2 separate regions of the Mus musculus genome follow, and region 2 is linked to region 1. A link is a contact called in public promoter capture Hi-C data. All regions are on one chromosome and are shown on one strand. Each heading gives the region's core, a stretch centred on a gene start, on an enhancer-like site or on the middle of the called end of the contact. The rest is flanking DNA. Distances are from core to core; before and after follow the strand shown.

What was found. Promoter capture Hi-C pulls out the DNA fragments that hold promoters and counts their contacts.
Region 2: a promoter capture Hi-C map of second pharyngeal arch cranial neural crest shows a contact between it and region 1. The contact joins the promoter of Polg2 here to the promoter of Hexim1 in region 1. A contact is called at or near these places in 2 of 39 promoter capture datasets (erythroid cells and second pharyngeal arch cranial neural crest).

The regions. Positions count from the first base shown.
Region 1 is chr11:103,114,504-103,117,773 of GRCm38.p6, reverse strand. It overlaps Hexim1 (hexamethylene bis-acetamide inducible 1), which reads right to left and starts at 1,449. Exons shown (of 1, transcript NM_138753.2): 1 at 1-1,449. The coding sequence starts at 852.
Region 2 is chr11:106,777,918-106,781,187 of GRCm38.p6, reverse strand. It overlaps Polg2 (polymerase (DNA directed), gamma 2, accessory subunit), which reads left to right and starts at 1,651. Exons shown (of 8, transcript NM_015810.2): 1 at 1,651-2,229. The coding sequence starts at 1,746. It overlaps Ddx5 (DEAD box helicase 5), which reads left to right. Exons shown (of 13, transcript NM_007840.3): 13 at 1-832.

The DNA.
Region 1 (3,270 bases), core at 200-2,699:
GAGCTCCTGCTTGCTCATGTTCTGCAGGCTCTCGGCGTGGTACCGCTCGTACGTCTCCGAGAAGTCCCGCTGCAGAAACTCGCTGCCGTCCCCTCCCATGCCATCGCTGCCTCCGTCTTCCTCACCAGCTTCTTCCACAAAATCCTCATCGCTGGTGTCGTCGGATTTGGCGGCTGCCCGCTTGGGGTAAAGGCCGGTTTTGAGATCAGGCTCCTCCTGATCGTGGTCATCCATGAGGAACTGCGTGGTGTTATAGGGCGCAACTGGCTGGCCCTTGGCGAACATCTCGGCTCGAACCCGCGAAGCTCGCAGGCTCTGCTTCTCGTCGAACTTTTTCTTCTCCTCCCAAGTCAGCTTGTAGTAGGGCTTCCAATGCCGCTTCTTCTTTGAGGGGCGTCTCCGATGTTTTTTCTTGCCCAGCTGTCTCTGTTGCTGTCCCCATGGCTCCTCGCCTCCGGCGGCAGGAGCCTCCTGCTTGGTGGCCTCCGAGTCATGACCTGGCTGCACGAGGGACTCTGACATCGGCTCTCCCTCCGCCGACGGGGAGGCACCGCCAGTGGATAAGTCCTCCCCATTCTGGCCCTTCTCGCCCTTCTCCAGGGAGCTCAATTCTGGACAGGCATTCGTCTGCAATGGGGGCAGCTGGTGCTTCAGGCCCCCTTCTCCCTCCTGCCCTGGACGGCTACCGGACTGCAAGGACGCTCTCGATTGCCACCTACTGTCCTCCTTGGGCACCCGTTCCTCCGCGCTTGGGGGGCGCTCAGAGGTATGCTCTTCATGGACAACAGCAGCACCTGTACAGTTGCTAGTTTGAGGCTGGTGTTGATGTTCTGTCAAGAGTGGCTCGGCCATGGCTTAGTAGAGTTCTCTTCTGGAAGTTTGAGAAATTCTGGCTTAAGGAAAGAGGTTTTTCTTTCTTTTCAAAATATGTCCAACAAAGTCCTCTTCGGTCAGTAATTTCTGCAGTGACGCCTTCCGTCCGTCCTGTCAGCAAACTCCAATCGCAACTTGGAGTCCAGTCAATAAAGGGTTAAGCGCACACAAGCGTGGCCAACTAGCAGGTCCGGGGGTTCAGCAGCAGGCACCGTATGCAAATATGCAGAGGGGTGGGCTTCACGCCTCCCCGCCGAGTGCTCCCACAGACGAGGAGTTGGTGCGCAAGGAGAGGAGGTTTAAGTCCAATGGGTTAAACCCAACCCGAAAGGGTTAAAACTACCCGATGACGCTGCCTCGGAGGGGCCGAATCCACAAAGGGTTAAATCCCCTGCCGCAGAGCCCACAAGGGGTTAAAGTCCCAGAGCCGCCACCTCCCACTTCCACGGGTGTCGCTCCAACCCGAGCTCCCAGTTCCTCAGGCCGGGCCGGAGCCTTAGCCGAGGACAGACAAACTCATCTCCCCTCTGGCTCGATGCTCCGCTCAGTTCTCCTCCGCCTCCTCCTCTTTTCCTCCCTCCCTCCCTCCCCCTTCAGACAGCTCTTCTTCCGCCTCCTCCTCCGGCTTCCCCTCCCAACCTGACTTTCCACCTGCCAACTTCCAACTGCTGTCTCCAAGCCCTCGGCGCCTCTTATATATAGAAGCTTGTAAGCCCCGCCCATGCGCATGCGTAACGGAGTCCAGGTGTGGGGCAGCCGGGAGTCGTAGTTCCCTTCTTTCGGGCCCGCCGTCCTCGCGCGCCGTGCAACGTAGCCAATCATAGAATGCGTAGGGGGCGTCTCCCAGGCCGCCTTCTTCCATCGCTTAGCTCTCGCTGAAGAAACGTGAGCAGTCATTGGGCAAGAGTTATTCGTCTCTCCGAGGAAGGAAGACCAATTACAGAGGAGATGGGGCGGGTTCTGGACCATACCATTGTGCTTCAGGAATACAAGAAGATTCCATGACCTTTGGGAGCTTATACAGAATATTTTTATTAAAAGGTGCGTTTGAAAATCTACTGTCATATTCTGTTCTCAGCGGAAAGGTTCTGATGGCCATAAACCGTTTTCAACTTATGCAAAAATGGTCTGTCCCTAAAAAGTAGTCCCTAAAGTGTAAAAGAGGATTAAATTCTATAAAGAGAGCTGTTAGTCGTGATTACTGACATTGGATTCTTAAAATTACAATAATGTCTCTGAGGTAGGTGATGGGTTTCTTGGAGAGAGATAAGCGGAAGGATATTTTGGACAACTATTTATTAAAAAGACGAAAAGCGCATGAAGAAGTAAACAAATGAATTAAGAAGTGCCGCCTTAAAGGGACAGTGTGGTGGCCTGCCGAGCATCAGCTTCAGACTAGGCCTCAGGAACTGAGAGGGCGGGTTCGAGTCCTGAGTGACGTCGGTCCTCAGGCTATCCTGGAGGCCCTTAGGTGAGAGCAGCCACCCAGGCCAAGAGCTATCTCCGCACCAGAGGTGAAAGCAAAGTGGTCCTCCGCGGCCGAGCTCTCCGCCTGAGCCCGGATGGGAAGCGCGTGGTGAGGAGGAAGGACTCGCCCCGAACCTCGGCTTCTGCCGAAGAAAATGGCCTCCCGGGGTCGACTTGGCCTCTTCGCTTCCGATACCGCAAACCTTTCCCTAGCCAGGATACTCTGGAGAGATTGGGCCAATTGATGCGAAGTCTGTGTTGGGGAGGAACCCAAAAATCTATGCGTTCCCGAAAAAAGGGGGTGTCATCCACAGAGATGAGGTGTGTGTGTGTGTTGGGGGGAAGGCTTCGAGAAGGAAAGCTGAAGGCCTTCCCTGAAATGGGTGTGCTTGACCCAGGGCCGTAGGGTACATTGGGGGTGAAGTGGGGGTTCTACTCCCCCTTAAAAGGGATTCACATTCTTTTCCCCTACTAGAAGGACCCGAAAAACTCCCTTTAATCCCCTTGGCGTAATTGCCACTTCTCCCTTTGCCTGAGTACCCAGTGAGCCATTCTTCTTTTTCCTTACATTCCAGCCATAATGGAGTGAGATTCTACACATGAAACTATTTGACCAGCGCAGCCATGTGAGCGAGGTAGGGCAGGAGTTAGCCGCCATTTTAGCTATAGGAAAGCTCTGCGCCTTGGAGAAATCAAGTGACTTATCCAAGGTCACCTGACAACGAAGAGGCAGTTGTAACTAGAGCGGGTCTTCCTTGCGTCATCTAATACGGTTTTTCTGTCAAAAACACAAAAGCCAAGACCTGGAAAGCCAGCTCAGCAGTTAGTGAACGGGCTGCTCTTCAGAGGGCCTGAGATTGGCTCCCTGGGACTCACACGATGGCTCACAAATGTCTATAGCTGCAGATCCAGAGGAGCTGATATCCTCCA
Region 2 (3,270 bases), core at 402-2,901, 3.7 Mb before region 1:
TTTTTGCTTTATCAAAATTTTATTCCATCTCTTGGTTTTGTTGTCAACTGCCGAAATGTGCGAAGCTGAAAGACTGTTAGCCCAAGAGCTGTGTGCACTGTGTCTTTAGTGCAGGATTACCTTGTAGGTTCCTAGTCCTCGAGGACTTGCCAGAGTGCTTATAGCCACACCTGGAAGTCAGGAATGTCTCCACATTATTTCAGGGGATTTTAGGGGTCTTGTAGGCTAGTCACAAGGAAGACGACATAACCAAAAGCACAGTAAAGTTTTCGGGTTAGGTTCACTATGGGCTTAACAGCTAGAAGGATTGGGGGGAAAGCTTTAGATTTAAGTAGGATCACCAGCAAACAGCTTTGTTTCAGAATGGCTATAAGTAGGTCTAAATGTCTTCCCAAAAAATTGGTGTGTTTTTTGCCCAGGACAAAAGTCTTAAAGGAAGTTATTTAACTTTTTGTTTTTAAAATGGGCTTATTGTTAATGCCTTATTTATAAAATGTTAAAACAAAATAGAATGTGCTGGGGGTGGGAGCTGGGCGTGTTTTCCAGGGCTGATAACATTGAAAACTGGTTCATCCTCTAGTACTGAGTGGTTTTCAATGGCATGGCTAGTCAGATTCATGATTTTTAAGTATAGGTGTAGATTGGAGCATTTATTACATATTTTACTGTTCAATGTCTTAATGTGGACCTTTTATTTTGTAAATAATTATGGAAATGATTGTGGGGCTTGGAAAAAATTACCTTTGAAGTTTTAAAAGACAGTCCACTTTTTAGCATGTGTGTTGTGTCCAGCCTGTGGTTGTCTTAACTAATAAATGTGATTTTTCTCCCCATTCTCTTCATTTATTTATTCGCGTAGAGGCCTCTTACCTGGGTTTTTGCACCCCCGCCTTCCCCATTCCAGCTATCCTGGAATTTGATACATAGGCCAAGCTGGCCTTGAAGTCAGAGATTGTCCCTTATGCATATGTTAACATAGGAGTGAGCTACCACAACAGTCCTGCACCTTATAATCAAACTCCAGTATCAAAAACACCCCTTTGTCCTAGTCAGGTATTAACTGATTTCTACGAGAAGGGAAGTACAGAGGTTAAGAGCACTGCTCTTCCAGCAACCATACGGTGCCTCACAACCACCTGTAGTGATGGCCTCTTCTGGTGTGTCTGAAGACAGCAACTCACAAATCTTTAAAAAAAAAAAAAAAAATTCTTTTTAAGGAGGTGGTTAATAAATTCCCGAAGCCCTTTTTAAGACCTGGTCACCCTGTCTGTCCAGCCACACCCGGGAGAGAGTGGAGTGGCCATTGGTGATAATGTTTGCCAGCATTAGTATAAACTAAAAGTGCACAACACATTCCCTTGGAGACTGAACGCTAAGCCTCACATCAGTACCGTCCAGGACAACATTTTGGAAGGGGTTTTTTTCGTTTTGTTTGGCAGCTCGGAAAACCTGATGCTAACTCTATAGTAACAGGATTGTGGTAAAAGCTAAACAAGTGAATGTGAGGCAGGTGGAGTTACCAAACGGAAAATCCCAAAGGTAGTAAACAATCAGACGCTGGCGTCAGCCGCGGAGGCCGGGATACGCCCAAGGCGGCTGCTGCTCAGCAGCGGGTGACGCTCTTCCGGGGGCGTGGTCTACAGCACGTCCATTTCCGCTGTGCCTGCACCCCAGGCCCTGGTGCTGGTGTAGGTTTGAAACTGCGGCTCTGCACGGGAGGTGCTGGTGTTCCGACTCCTGAAGCGATGCGCTGCGGTGGCGGCGCCAGGGCCTGCCGCAGGGCCTGCAGGTGCTGGCTGTCCGGGTACGCGGGTCCCGCAGATGGGACGCAGCAGCCTGACGCCCCCGAGCATGCGGTGGCCCGCGAGGCGCTGGTAGACCTCTGCCGGAGGAGGCACTTTTTCAGCGGGACGCCGCAGCAGCTCAGCACGGCTGCTCTGCTGAGCGGGTGCCACGCGCGCTTTGGACCTTTGGGTGTAGAGTTACGAAAGAACCTAGCCTCACAGTGGTGGTCCTCTATGGTGGTGTTCAGGGAGCAGGTCTTCGCGGTGGACTCCCTCCACCAGGAGCCGGGCTCTTCGCAGCCGAGGGACAGTGCCTTCAGGTTAGTCTCTCCAGAAAGTATACGCGAAATCTTGCAAGACAGAGAGCCGAGTAAGGAACAGCTAGTGGCATTTCTTGAGAACTTATTAAAAACTTCTGGGAAACTACGGGCGACTCTTCTTCACGGTATGGCTCTTCGCGTTTCGTGCTTCTGAACAGATTTGGGGTGGAAAAGCAGTCTTGCACGAGTTTGGAGACAGCAACGGCCCTAGGCTTCCAGGCAAAGAAGTGACCAGGTTCCTTTTTTTTTTTTTTTTTTTTTTTTTAATAACATCAGAGTGATCCACCTTGAGGCAAAGGTCCGAGGCATCATTCCTGAAGAAATTTGTAAAGCATTCAGTTTGACGAGCAAACCTAAAACTATAGAGGTAGGACCTTATATAAATCAGTCACATGCTTTCATTGATACCAAGGCATTTTCAAAGACTTCCTCTGTTCCAGTTTTAAATACAATTATCAACTCAGGTTTTTCTTTTTTTTTTTTTTTTTTTTTTTTTTTTTGAGACAGAGTTTCCCTGTGTAGCCCTGGCTGTCCTGGAACTCACTCTATAGACCAGGCTGGCCTCGAACTCGGAAATCTGCCTGCCTCTGCCTCCCAAGTGCTAGGATTAAAGGCGTGCGCCACCACTGCCTGGCAACTCAGGTTTTTCTTGGTGTTTTTTGTTTGTTTGTTTGTTTTTGGTTTGTTGCTTTGTTTTGTTTTTTTTTTTTTTGTGGGGTTTTTTGCCAGGTAATTTTTTAGCTTGTCAGCTAGAAGATGAGATACACATCTTTAAAGTCAAATATAACAAATTCGGAAATGCTGCCTCTGCCGTTTAGCAGTATGGAGTAGCTAACAACACCTTACAAATCCAAGCTTGTGAAAATTAGTATATACTGTAACCTTAAATTTTTAAAGCAAAATAAAGCAAGCCGGTGATAAATGCAATTAGATTGTAGTATATTTTATCCTGTATTCTTGGTATTGATTGATTAAACAGTCTCACCATGTCCCCCAAACATCAGCTGTTTTTTACCTCTCAGTCTTTTAGATCAAAGTTGCAGACTGAAAATGAGATTTTGAGTTCAGTGTGGATAACATGGAAGTCAGTTCTCTCCTCCTATCGTGTGGGTCCTGGGGATAGAACTCAAGACTTCAGGCTTAGCAGCAGCTGCTTCTACCAGCTG